3 separate regions of the Mus musculus genome follow, and regions 2 and 3 are each linked to region 1. The links are chromatin contacts, called in public Hi-C and HiChIP or PLAC-seq maps. All regions are on one chromosome and are shown on one strand. Each heading gives the region's core, a stretch centred on a gene start, on an enhancer-like site or on the middle of the called end of the contact. The rest is flanking DNA. Distances are from core to core; before and after follow the strand shown.

Evidence for each region. HiChIP or PLAC-seq counts read pairs in DNA pulled down with a chosen protein or histone mark. A called contact is a pair of places that touch in the nucleus more often than the background predicts.
Region 2: a contact with region 1 is called in a CTCF HiChIP or PLAC-seq map of pro-B cells, with 15 times the contacts expected there. The contact joins two enhancer-like sites. A contact is called at or near these places in 2 of 15 datasets of contacts at CTCF or cohesin (large pre-B cells and pro-B cells), 2 of 484 Hi-C or Micro-C datasets (3T3-L1-derived adipocytes and pro-B cells), 5 of 115 datasets of contacts at active chromatin or transcription factors (acute myeloid leukemia and embryonic stem cells) and 2 of 9 other capture datasets (adipose tissue and liver).
Region 3: a contact with region 1 is called in a Hi-C map of the 63-12 cell line, with 2.7 times the contacts expected there. The contact joins two enhancer-like sites. A contact is called at or near these places in 3 of 15 datasets of contacts at CTCF or cohesin (CD8 T cells, embryonic stem cells and stem cell-derived epiblast-like cells), 19 of 484 Hi-C or Micro-C datasets (the 63-12 cell line, CD8 T cells, the MPC-11 cell line and 9 more), 4 of 115 datasets of contacts at active chromatin or transcription factors (CD8 T cells, acute myeloid leukemia, differentiating embryonic stem cells and 1 more) and 4 of 9 other capture datasets (adipose tissue, embryonic stem cells, liver and 1 more).

Annotation. Positions count from the first base shown.
Region 1 is chr3:129,306,249-129,310,821 of GRCm38.p6, reverse strand. It overlaps Enpep (glutamyl aminopeptidase), which reads left to right. Exons shown (of 20, transcript NM_007934.3): 5 at 899-1,053; 6 at 1,687-1,800. Among named protein-coding and RNA genes, the nearest start is that of Enpep, 24 kb to the left of the region's middle. Within about 2 kb of position 2,176, at least 29 of the 459 cell types and tissues checked have an H3K27ac peak or open chromatin away from gene starts, as enhancers often do. A contact at or near this core is called in the 63-12 cell line and pro-B cells, where this site is marked.
Region 2 is chr3:129,551,819-129,556,391 of GRCm38.p6, reverse strand. All of the region lies in intron 2 of Elovl6 (ELOVL family member 6, elongation of long chain fatty acids (yeast)), which reads right to left. Among named protein-coding and RNA genes, the nearest start is that of Gm35986, 22 kb to the right of the region's middle. Within about 2 kb of position 2,636, at least 130 of the 459 cell types and tissues checked have an H3K27ac peak or open chromatin away from gene starts, as enhancers often do. A contact at or near this core is called in pro-B cells, where this site is marked.
Region 3 is chr3:129,440,425-129,444,997 of GRCm38.p6, reverse strand. No RefSeq gene overlaps it. Among named protein-coding and RNA genes, the nearest start is that of Gm35787, 20 kb to the right of the region's middle. Within about 2 kb of position 2,062, at least 4 of the 459 cell types and tissues checked have an H3K27ac peak or open chromatin away from gene starts, as enhancers often do. A contact at or near this core is called in the 63-12 cell line, where this site is marked.

The DNA.
Region 1 (4,573 bases), core at 927-3,426:
AGAAATTTTAATCAAAAAGGCCTCTTTCTTACATGTTAGAATGAAATTTCACTTATTTAAAATTTTGTGCCTCATTTAAATTATAGTAGTAATAAAAATTATATTCAGGTTACAGTTCATTAGCTTGGGAAGCTGTATTCCCTGATAATCGGTGTTTTTCCTGTATGCAGATTTAATGTGGAAGTGTTCAATGTTGCTTCCCTTTGTTGGGTGTTATTTCTAAAATCCAGAGAAAATAGGACAGAAATTCCTGTGACCTGGATAAAAAAATAGAGAGAGAAATTGGTCAATTCCATGTCCTTCTAGCTTATTTAAAATACAAAGGAAGATGGCAAAGGGAAGGTGGAGGAAAAGAGGAAAGGGACATTAGATTGGCCGAGAATCAGACTGTCCTTAAATTGTACATCACTCGGGTTTCTAAGTCTGTGTCCTTGACATGCAAGCTGTCTCTCTGAACTCACATGTTCTGTCTTCTCAGTTCTCATTTAAAGGCTTCACTCTTTTTTTTTCCCTAACACTGTATCCCCCAAATAGGTGCTGTTTATAACCAACGTCATAAATAAAAGATGGGGGAAAGTAATAAAAATGAATTACTGTAAAGAGAAGAAAAGACATAAAACCAGAGAGGCTTGGAATAAAAGAGCAGTCATGTAATCCTTCAGAGAAAAGGGAGGGCTAGGGAGGGACGACACACTGAAGTCTGGAGGCTACAGGAACTTCTCCGTGGGAATGTTGAGAGCATTAGGACTGAGTTTGTGCACAAACGATTTCTGCCTCTCACTCTGAAACATTATTTTTAGCCTTAAAAAACAAAGTCAACCAAAGAAGTTAATTTGGTAAGAGACGCTGTGAACAAGTGGAAAGAATGCATTTCTCACCAGACTGTCTTTTTCCACAGATAAAATTGCTATTCCAGATTTTGGCACCGGCGCCATGGAAAATTGGGGACTTGTCACTTACCGAGAAACAAACCTGCTTTACGACCCCCTACTATCGGCCTCATCTAACCAGCAGAGAGTGGCCAGCGTGGTTGCCCACGAACTTGTACACCAGGTAGAGAGGGCCTCCCTGAAACAAATCCACTTGCTTTTTAAAACTGGCCTCTTTCCACAGCAGTAATACAAAGTGTGGATGACTAACGAAGTGAAACAGACCCACTCAGAACATCCCACGTGAAAGCTAGTCTAAGCCTTCACTAATATTTTACTGCACAGAAACTTTCCAGCGGTTCTCAACCTGTGGATGGTCACCCGGTGGGTGTCAAATGACCCTTTCACAGAGGTTACCTAAGACCATCAGAAAGCACAGATATGTCTATTATGATTAATAGCAGTAGCAAAATTAGAGTTACAAAGTAGGAACAAAAAATAATTTTATGGTTGGGGTCACCACAACGTGTGAAACTGCATTAAAGGGTGGCAGCATTAGGAAGGCTGAGAACCACAGTTTTAGACTGTTTTGCATTTAATAAAAACACAAGAGACCTTCCTATAACATTATATATTCCTTAAATTATATTAATAAACTGGAGAATTTAACATTCCTCAAATCAAGATGAAGTGGGAAATACATGTTAGGTACAATACTGATTGCTTCTGTGTCAGTTACAAATCCACGCCATGAAATTTCCTAGCACCTCCCTACTGCGAGAGTAAGCATCTATTTCCCCGTTGCTTTTCATTTCAGTGGTTTGGAAATACTGTGACCATGGACTGGTGGGACGACTTGTGGCTAAATGAAGGATTTGCTTCGTTCTTCGAGTTCTTGGGAGTAAACCACGCAGAAAAAGACTGGCAGATGGTGAGTCCTAACACAATCTGAATCTGTTTCTTCGTGGAAACCCAACTGAAGCCTTTGACAGAGGTCTAGGATCAGTGTCAAATATCCGTTGTGAAGGTAGTCAGAAGCCAGGAGCCAGGAACTTCCCCTGAGCTGCTCTTTGCCAAGAGCCTTTACCTGGTCATTGAGGCAGTAGGGAGCCATAGACAAACACCTGTCTAGATGGGGGATCAGGGCAGAAAGTGTAAGAAACGCCCACCTTGCATTTCCAGGAAGTAGGGTGTCAGCCCTTCCCAAGTCTTATTTTATAAGCTCTTTGACTTGAGCTGGTTGCTGCAAGGCTGTGATGTGGTGAAAACTTAGCAGTTAGGTGCAAGCTCACATCCTAAATGCATCAGCTCTCAGATGCACAGCAGGAAGCCTGGCCACAAGCGAGGTGCACGCTCTTCTCTGGGTCAGCTCTCCCTTTCATGTCCGATGAGAGCATTGTTCAGTATCAAGTAAGCGTTCAAGTTGTCAAACTGTAGGCTTAGTGAACGTTCTCAGTGTGCTCTCAAGGGACCTGGAATAAAACTTTCCAGGATTGCTACAGAATTTTCTTTAGGAAAATTAAGCCTTTTCTGTTTGTATTTAGATCGTGTAAGTATTCGTCTCTGGCTGAATATATGCATGTGTGTTCACTCCATAGATGTGTATACCTATCTCTGTGTAGATGTAGATTACCATGAAGTATGTAGAATACTGCCCTCTACTGGACTAGTTTGTGACATTGAGTAACTTACCTTGTCTGCATCCCTTTAAAAAGAACTGCCTCGTCCAGTTGTTGTAAAGGCGAACAATAAAGTGTATTTAAAGGGCTTAGTCTCCCACGTGAATTTGATAAAGAAATAACAAGACTGCTCAACTTGGAGTTATTTTTATCTTTCTCTGACTTCTGAAAGTATTTTTAAGTGACCTCTAAACTCCAATGCTTCCTAAGTGTCGCTGAAAAGCTACTAAAGGGCAAATTTAAAAATACAGGAGCACACCATCCAACAGAAGTTTAACTTCCCTGGGGCGCAAGAGTCTATAACAGTTTTCCTTTTTCAACTTTAAAACTTTTTTTTTTCCCTGCCTCCTGCCTCTTCCCCCCATCTCCTCACTGTCCCAACTTTTCCTTCTCAATTTTATGTCCTTACAAAACAAACAGCAAACAAACAAATGAAAATACACTCGGGTGTAGGACCAGCTACTGGAACATGGGGTAGACTTTCCAGGGCCACATTCCTGAAGAAAAATGGAACCCTCCCCTGCATAGCTGCCATCAATGGGGGTGGGGCAGCTCCTAAGCTAGGGGTACATAGCATAAGCTCTCCCCAGTCCAAGCTGGGAAGTTTGGTTGACTTGATCTTGTCCCTGTAGTCCCAGCTGCTGATGTAGGTTAAAAAGTTTTAAGAAGCAATTGTTGTAAATCCTACCCCCCCCCCAGGACTCCCCCTCCCCGCTTGAATCCACAGAGATCTGTCTACCTCTGCCTCCAGAGTGCCGAGATGAAAGGAGTGTGCCATCAGCCTGTCCCTTGGGAAATCTATCTTTTACATTAAATACTTGCATCCCCCCTAACCTTCTTTGAAAGGTGAGGGGAACTGCTCTGCAAAGTTGAGTCTTTAAACAATTTACATCAGGGTTTTTCCACCCGGGAACTATTAACATTTGGGGCAATGCTTTGTTTCATGGGCCTCCCTATGCAGTGCACACTAGCCAGTTCCTGTCACACTCTCTACTGCTAGCTCCCCTGTCCCAGTGGTGACAAAGGCTAGGAATAGAGATAAAAATAAACAAGTAAAAATCTTCAGTTGCCGATCATCATGACAGTAAACATTGATGAATTCGTAATTTTTTGAAAATAAACTACACAACGGGTAAATAATTTTGTCTTTTATTTTTTCTATTAAAGTATTTTGGTGACCTCCCTTTATCAAATTCTGATATTAAACTGTAACATTTGAATAGTCAGTTAAACTCCAATTTTGATGTTTCAAAACACCATTAAGCCCAGCTTGGTTGTAAACGCCAGTGAACCCTGCACTTGGGAGATTGAAGCAACAGAATCAAGAGTTCAAGGCTAGCCTGAGATTCTTAGTGAAGCCCTGACTTAGAAAACCAAGGCTGTGGATGTATCTCAGTGATAGAGTATTTTGCTAGCATGGGCAAAGTCCTAGGCTCAATTCTCAGGACCGGGAAGGGGTGGGGGTGGGATTGGTGTATTCTAGAATTTATTACTCACTCTTTTACCCCTCAGTGGAATATAATCACATAAATAGCTGTAATTTGCCCCCCCTCCCTTCTTCCTATTTATTCATCTTGCATTTACCTAAGAGCAGACAATCAAGTCATTTGATAAAAACATTTATTTAGTCCTCACGGAGTTCCCAGTTTACGGCCTTGTGTGGAAAGGAGTCTGGTAAATAAGTTAGAAAGAAAAATCCCATGAATACCTCTGTGACTTACTTCATCAGTGACAACTTTTTGCTTGAAGAAGATAATAACACTCCCCAATGATGTGAGAGGCAGGGTACATTCAGAAAAACACGGGTTTTTCTTCTCACTTAAACCTCTTGACATGCAAACCGAACCAACCAACCCACCCAACAAACAAAATTCAAGTCAAACTGTGATTGTGGGCATCATCCAACCACAGAACCTTGTCTATTATGAAGGGCAACCATGACACTGGGAAATATAAGTTAACATGACAAGCACCCTTTTTGGAAATATTTTAAGCTAGTAGAAGAACTAAAGTGTTGATGTTTTT
Region 2 (4,573 bases), core at 1,387-3,886, 250 kb before region 1:
TCCAGGGCTGGAGAGGTGGCTCAGTGGTTAAGAGCACTGACTGTTGCTCTTCCAGAGGTCCTGAGTTCAAATCCCAGCAACCACATGGGAGCTCGCAACCATGTGTAATGGGGTCTGGTGACCTTTTCTGGGGTATCTGAAGAGAGCAACAATATGTTCATATAGATAAAATAAATAAATCTTAAAAAAAAAAAAAAGATGGGTTTTCCATGATGTTCCAAGTATTTGCCAGAGTCTTAAGCCAAAGGAAGAGGTGGGGTACATCTGTCTGGGGACTCCACCAGACTGGGCTGGAAACCTGACTCACTGACAGGCCCACACACAATACTCTGCAAGTTATTTACCTCTGTCCCCATCCTGTTTTCAGGGCTCAATCACAGGGACCAACTTCACAAAACCCAAGGTGGCATACTGTCCCCAAAGCCCTCGGTAGACACAGGGTAAGCGCTCCATAATTAGATAATATCCTTGGTAAATGCCCGATACAAGTCCCTAACTAAGCATTTCCAGAAGGCACAGTCCAGGTTCCTTCCATCTTCATAAAAGCACAACAAAGAACTTAAGCCACCTCCCAGGCTCCACATGGAAAGGAAGACAACTGTTTTCTTTTCATCTCATTTTTACTGCCTGTAATTGTTTCCTAACCCAGAATTTAAAAGCAGGCTTTAATGATTTAAATTTGACGGAAGACGAGGACTGCCCTTCTTAGTACCCTGTGGAAAAGGATTTTAGGTGAAGGTTGCCATTATAAATGGAGATGGAACCTGATTTTTACCTTTTGTTTTCTCAGGGCCTTGCTGTGGGCCCACCCTCTGTCCCACAAAACTTAAACTTAGGATAGTACTTCCCACCAGAGTAGTCAAACCTCATTGCTAAAAATTCACCTCGAGAAGATCAGACTTAAAATGTCATCGCTCTGGGTGGGTATAACCAAGCTACACTGGATACATGCACGAAGTTGTCCAAGAATAGTAAAAGATATTCTTTTAAAAACTCAGCACTTAGCCGGACAGTGGTGGCGCATGCCCTGTAATCCCAGCACTTGGGAGGCAGAGGCAGGCGGATTTCTGAGTTTGAGGCCAGCCTGGTCTACAAAGTGAGTTCCAGGACAGCCAGGGCTACACAGAGAAACCTTGTCTCAAAAAACCAAAACCAACCAAACAAACAAACAAAAAACTTAGCAGTTTTGCATGTGTGTGCATGTGCACACTGCAGTCAGGCTCAAGACTGGGACCATCTCCAACCAGATGGCACATGCTCACTGGGGTCAAGCAAGATGGTGACTGGCCTCCTTTGACTTCTGTACTACCTTAAAGTAAGTACCTTTTCCTCGGTTTTGCTGGTCACAATATTTTCACTTACAATGGCCCCTAAAACTAAAATGCTGTAAAATGTATAATCCTCTTAAGCACAAAGATGAGACACATTTTGTAAAGAAACACATTAAATGAGCTGCTTTGTCAAGTGAGCTGGTGGCAGTGAACAGATGATATATATACAAGTTGTCTTTAACCGAAGCACACATAAAATAAGGTTACACATTGACCAGTCAGTCAAGTGTTTGACTAGAGACTCTCAGAAACCTACCTCTGTATCTCCCCTGGGAGCAATGGCTCAGGACTCCCCATGTACTGAGCAAACATACAGGTTTGAGAAGAAAGAGCAAGGTCCACCTGCATACCTGTGCACTGAAATATTCCCTCTGACCTACTTCTCCACCTACACACAACAGACAGGGTGGGACTTAAGAGAGGCCTCAACAAGCCTGAGACAGGCATTAAATGGAAGCAAGGCCATGTGATGGCTGCAGACCAGTTTTCTGGGAGTGTGAGTAGCAGGGCAGCAACATCCGCCTCGACTCCTGGCCCTGACAACTCCCAGCGTTGGCACTGATGGGTACCACCTACGGCTAACTAACACCCACTGTTAGCCAATCCTAGGACATTCAGTCTACATACGCTGAAAGACTGTAACAGGAAACTTAATTCGACCTGAGGACGAGACTAATTCCTGATCTGATCTCAGAATATATTAAACAGTCTAAGTCAGCCATCGCCGGCTGCATTCTGCCCAAACAACTCCTGAACTATAAAAAAGAAAACAAAAGCTTTCTTAACTGGCTGGCCCTGATGCTCGGGAGACGTTAGGAGTGCTGGCACAGGCTAGGAGCCCCTGCATATCAGGAGGTTAAAGTAGGAAGACACAAGATTGAGACCAGCCTGGGTTACACGATGAAACTGTATCAAATGTGAAACAAGGAACTAAAGCTTGCAATATAATTTTTAAAAAGTCTTAAAGGGGGTGCAACGCCATTCCGATATTTTAAATCCGTACTTCCATAATAACGAGTTCTACATTTAATCACGATTCAAATAATGGAAGTTTCACTGATTTTGCAGTCTTTCTGAGTTAGACTTGGCGAGTTTCCTGTCGCCCCTAGCTTTCCTGGTGGACTAAACCCTCAAACCAACAGAGCCTCGCCACACGTCTGTTTTCCTGTCAGTTCAGACACAGATGGGAAATTACAGGTACAGGATAAATGTGCACCCAAGATGTTTCTACATACTGTACCACCAATGTCACCAAACTAGCATTTAAACCCATGCCGAAAATGTGACACGAGACAATGCTGTCCCTGAGTACAAGCAACTGCTAAGACATCGTGATACGTTCCTTTCTTGATAAGATTGTCAGTGGACCACTTGATATACAAATAAAAATTCTACATGGAATTCCTGCTTGTATTATAAACAAAATTTATTTAAAAACAACAACAACAAAAAGAAAAGAAAAGGGGAGGGGAGGGGAGGGGAGAGGAAAGAGAAGAGAAGAGAAGAGAAGAGAAGAGAAGAGAAGAGAAGAGAAGAGAAGAAAGGGGCTGAGGGGTGGCTCAGTCAGTAACGTGTTTACCAGGCAGACATGAAGATCTGGGTTTGAGCCTCAAAAACCACACAGGAAAAGGGCAGGCTCGTGCTTGGCTCCCCGGGACTTGGGGGCCAATCAAGCCAGCCATATCAGCACGTTCCGGGTTAGTGAAAAAACCATAAGGCGGGGACTACGGAGATGGTGCAGCAGCTAGGAGAGCCTGCTGCTCCTCCAGAGGACCAAGACAGGGTAGCTCACAACAGCCTTTGACTCTAGCTTCAGAGGATCTGACTTCTTCTGGCCTTGGTGGACACTTGCACATACGTGTCATACGTTTACACAGACACACATAAAGATAAATAAAAACAATAAGAATAAAGCTAAAAAAAACAAAACAAACCCCAAACCCAAAAATTGAACATTTCCTAAGAAATGACACCTATGGCTTATCCGTGCCCAAAGGCTTTAAACCCTTTCAAGCACAAACCAAGGGAATTCAGCGCTGTAGCTCAGTGGTTGAGAGCTTGCCTAGCACGACTGAAGATCCTGGGTTCTATACTCAGTACAGAGGGAGGGAGGGAGGGAGGGAAACATCCCAGGATATGAAATTGTTTTGTCCTCCCTGTGAGCCAAGGTGAACGTTCTGACTTTCCACAGTTGCAATAGGAAGCCTATGAGGATGTGAAACAACTGGGTAAATTTTTAAATATTTAAACATTTTTTTAAAAAAAATCAATGTTAACATACTTACAGCTTATATCCATGTAGCACTACTGAATGCTTTACTTACATAAACTCAGACACCAGCACAGCAACCCTACTGGCAAGTTTTCTCATGTGGAAAAGTCAGTTTGCATCCAAAGAGGGTACTCCTGCCCACATATCCTGCTTCCTGCCCCCTCGCCAGCTTCCTGCCCGGCTCCAGCTGTGAAACCACCTTTACCTCGTGAAAGCCACTTCTGCACAGTGCTCTGATTCCTCTCTTCACAGACCCTGCCACACTGCCTGTCTCTGGTGCTGAGACCTGAGTCCCTCACGGTCCCTCCCGGCTGCTGGGCCTGTCCGTCCAAGGCATGAAGAGGGCTAATCATTCCATTCCTCCAACAGTCCATGTCAGCCCTTGGAGCCCTCCATCTCAGATGTTACAGTAATCATTTGTTTGCACTTGGATTTTTTAAAGGGATGGGCTTGATTTCTCCGCAGGTGATTCAAGCCAGATTAGACAATATTTAAGGCAAATTTATTGGGAAGCTGCTCTTGGGAGAGGTCACTGGCCCCAAGGATTGAGGTCAAGGGAGTCTCCGGAGGGCAGGGGGTGGCTGAATAGGGAGAGAGGAGGGAGGGAGAGCCCAAAATGTCTGCATTATATAGGGAGGAGCCTCTGGGGGAAGGGCAGCCCAGCCCCTGGGCTAGAAAGTTCAAGGTTGGGGGTGGGTCAAGCCAGATAGGGACTGATGGAAGTGAACCTGGAGGTCAGGTCTGCTTTGATATGTAAAATACGCACTCCAGCCCCGGATCTAGAAGTTGAAAGCAAACACCTTTGCTTACCAATACAACTGTCATATTAAATAACACTATGATAGAATGATTTGATAGTTTTAAATAGAAGAAAAATGAGGGGGAGGGGAAGAGTCCAGGGTCCCCCCCACTCCCCCAAAAAATCAAACACTTTTTCTAAGTGGATCAATGTCACGTGTAATTCCCAAGG
Region 3 (4,573 bases), core at 813-3,312, 130 kb before region 1:
GAAGAGACATTCTGTAGAGAGCTTCTGTTCTCTTGAAATGGGGAATGCTAGCCAAGAATGGGGAAGAAGCAATAGACACAGAGTGGATCTGAAATAGCCATGGTGAGCATTTGTAGGGGGCTGGGGATTCATCAGTGTGTTTCTGGGTTTTGAGACAGGTTGCCAGGCACGTGCGGTTTCACTGGGGTGAGCCATGGCTCCTTTATTCCTCTTCCATCACACACTGCCTGTATGTGAGTCTTGGATAAACGGGTTGCTCAGTGTGACCCAGTGAAGATGCACAAGGCATCTTTACAAAGGAGAATCATTATGGCAGCAACCACTGACAAAGGTGCTGTTTGAAAGCAGGGGTCCAGGTATGGAAGGTTGGGAATAGCAGGTCAAAGTTCTGTTTTCAGGTCAGCAAGGTTTCCAATCAGGGATTTCACAGAGCTGGAATGATTAAAGAGTGAGAAACAACTGAAAATGATTAAAAAAAAAACATTATTAGGTACAGTCTAGAATACATTGAATATCAAAATAGCTACTCTGGGGTGATTTAGCAACACATCTGTGTTTTGAGAAAGATCAGAGGACATTTGGCTTGACTTCTCCAGGTCAGATCAAAGGCCAAACTCTTAATTGAACAGTAGCTCTGCCACAAATGAACACTGTGCATCTTCTTTTAGTTGACCTCCCTACTGCTTTAGAAGAAACAAAAAAGGGAAATGAATTTATACATATAGGTAATACACCACATATGCAAAGCAACCAGCCGACACGGGATACAACGAATCATCTGCTTTTTATTGTTGCTGTTACCGATTTTTGCTTGTCTCTATCCTAAGACATTTGATAGGCAGGAAATCTTAAACTGTTATCTTAAAGCACAAGCGTGATGTATCTGCATAGCAAAGGTCCAAAGAACTGACAAGATCCAATGCTGTGAGGACCCGAAGCGGCAGGACGTCTCAGGCGTCGCCAATGGAAATGCACTTTGGAGAGATAATTTGGAAGATTTAGATAAATTAGATGTTTCTAGCAGCATAAGTCACAGTTACTAAAATGTTCTACAGTAGGAAAGTGAACAAATAAGTGATGGTCTATTACTCACCATTGAAAAGGAGTATTTTTTTTCAAGCCACAAAAGCATAGGAGAAAACTTCAAATACCTACAATGCAGTGAAGAAACCAATGTGGAAAAATCTACATACTATATACAGAGTATATTATATATGAATCCTACTATATGACATTCTGAAAAGGTCAAAACTGTGGAGACAGTTAATACAAAAAAGATGACTGATAACCAAGGGCCAGGGAGAAATGAAGATGAACAGATAGAACACGTGGGGTTTACAGGGCAAATAACGATCCTGTGACACACCAAAATGATAGATTCATGCTACTTGACATTTCTCAAAGCTCATAGAGCATGCAATGCTAACAGCGAGACCTAAGGTAGATCAATGGTGAGTGATTAGAAAAATAGCGGTCAACTCATTGTGTAGTACAGTCTATCCATCTACATAGAACAGAAGTATCGATATGACCTTAATATTTCTGTTTTCCTTGATGCCATTCCTCTTGGACTAGAAGAAATAACACCCACATTGGACTTTTCCTATCATCTTTGGTCAGCATGCTGATGGATCTTGTCCATAAGTAGCACAGAGGTGACTATCACTCAAGAAAGACACATGGGGTTCAGATAGCTGATGGAGTGGCCTTGCTCTGAGCTAGCAGCTGTATGACCAGAGGCTGCAGTGCTTGGCTGGTCACTACAGAAGTATGTGGAAGACGCTGCTGGGGATATTCTACTACCATATAGGCTGTTTGCTTTGAACACTTCATGTCTTCTTTGCCCAACCTCTGGCTTCCTGGAGTCCAGCATCCATGCTGTTACCCACCTCTGTGTTCTGTAGTGCACCTGTGTTGTGAGCATGCTCTGTCAGAAAGGTGGCGCATGGGTGTCTTTCCACAATGTCAGAATAAAGGAAGATCCTCCCGAGCCAGGGCCCCAAAACAAGACCAAGGTTCCAGGAAATCTGCTGCCCATGGAATTCCTAGAAAGCATCTAACACCCAACCCACCACGTGCCCTGAACCTGGAGGTTGCAAAACAGCCGATCTGACTTCTCTGCTGCCACCCTGCAATCTTGAAAAACAGTTCATCTGGGTCTGGCAAAGCTGTGTCTTCTCCCCCTCCGTGCCCTCCAATACAAAGACTCAGCACAGCATGGTGCTCTGGCTCCTCAGACCCTGTGCCTCAGGATCTCAGGGGCACTGCCTCTCAGACCAGTACAAACCTGCTTTCACCATAGAGGCTGATCTGATTTCTCATTCAGTCACTTCTCTCTGCCAGTTCATTTTTTGCATTTTCTTATTCAGAAGTTACTGAATTTCAATATATCACCAGGAGCGATGCTTTCAATGGCAGCGTGTTCTCAGAGAGACCCGCTTTCCTAAGGAGTCTAGGGTGATGGACACAGGTTTCCTATTTCAGTGTTAACTGCAATTTTAGCTTTTTTTTTTTAAAAAACAGATTTATTTATTTATTTATTTATTTATTTATTTATTTATTTATTATATGTCTGAAGACACTGTAGCTGTCTTCAGACACTCCAGAAGATCTCATTACAGATAGTTGTGAGCCACCATGTGGTCGCTGGGATTTGAACTCAAGACCTTCAGAAGAGCAGTCAGTGCTCTTAACCTCTGAGTCATCTCTCCAGCCCTGCAATTTTAGCTTTAATAGCACTCATATCACACAGTAAATATAGCAGTATATATGTATATATGTGTATACGTGTATATGTATACTACATAAGTACTGTATAGTATATATTATTATAGAACCCATATATACTAGATATATTGGTTAAATAATCAAATGAAGGGCTAAAGGGGCTGTCTTTGTAACTTTTCTATAGCTGTGAAGAGACACCATGACCAAGGCAACTTACAGACTTAGGGATGACAGTTTCAGAGAGTTAGAGTCCGTAATCATCATGGCGGGGAGCATGCCAGCAGGCAGGTCCATATGGTGCTGGAGCAGTAACTGAGACCTTTTATGCCAAGACACAACCATGACACAGAGAAGACTAACCTGAAGTGGCATGGGCTTTTGAAACCTCAAGATTCACCTCTAGTAACACAGCTCTTCCCACAAGATGTGCTTCTTAATCCTGAACGGTGAACACAAACTGGTGACCACACATTCAAACACGTGAGCCTACGGGATCCACCCTCCTTCAAGCCCCCACAGCGGCCGCTGCAGAGTTTCAAGAGATCTCAGGAGCGGGAAACGGTGTCTGTAGGGACAATAACCTAGAGCAGCTGCAGGGAGCGGAACACTGCTGTAGAGTCGACTTGGTGTGGGCCGCAGGTGAAGGGTGAGTGAGTCCAGCTGAAGATGCCGAAGGGCAGGACTGAGTTCCAGATGGAGGAACGGGAGCCGGATGGAGGTCTAGACAGCTGACTAGGAAGATGGATAAATGGCTGTTGAATAGGCTATGTCAATAGTGGGAGGTGAGCTTATCTGATCCCCAGAGACAATTGGACGTTCTCTGCTTGTTGGTTTTAGGTGTACAGGCCAGGTGTCATGTGACAAGGTGGTGGGATTGCCAGCATCCCTGTTCTGGGTATCAATATCATTATGGAGTCCAGGTAAGGGATTTTCATAATTTCCTTGGCCTGTGGGGGGGTGGGGTGGAATCCAGAATGGCTTGGCTACCCTGCCATGATTTTAATATGCTCAAGTGTCTCTACAGCCTTATCTCACCTTGGTAAATTTATGACACAACACCTTGCTACTCTCAGTGCTGCCTGGTGTTCATATTTCCACCTAGGTACATGGTGGTCTTCTGCCTTCTCAGTGGTCAAGATCTCTTTGTAAACCACTGTGTTCCCAATGTGGACTGAATTAGAGCAGGCCATAGGCTGACCCCAATGCCTTAACTGGTTAGATTAAATACACAGGATTCACTAGAGAGATAGACTAATTAGAAGTCTGTATTGAAGAGAGATGTCTTCCTCCTGCCCCCTGTTGTATGAGTGGTATATGTGTGTGTGTGTGTGTGTGTGTGTGTGTGTGTGTGTGTGTGTAAGGTGCGTGGTGTGTGTGTGTGGTCTGTACATACAAAAAGATTTGTTATTGATGCCTTAACTTTTCTGGGGCCAGTAAAAACAATGTCTATTTTGCCCAGATAGGTAAGAAGGGAAAGTACAATTTAATCAAAGTTTCACTTGAGGAACAAGTGAGTTTATTAGGCTTGCATACAGAGCATAGGTGAGGGGGCATTTAGAGGAGTGTGGGTGAGCTCAAGACAGCTGTATCACTGCAAAGTCCCAGCCCTCATCGTGACAAACTTGTGGAAGGTGCATCATAGAGTCCTCCTTTTGCCTAACCTTCCACTTCCTGGACACACTAGCACTTCTCAGGATTGCTTAAGGCTGAGGGGTAGTGCAGGAAAGAGGTTTAGGTCTGGGTCATGTGAGCCTCTCCTACTCCATTGTTAGGGAGCATCCTTAACTCCATCGCTCTACCACGGAGCTGGCTACCACTGTAGTCTGTTCATTAGTAGCCATGGCTA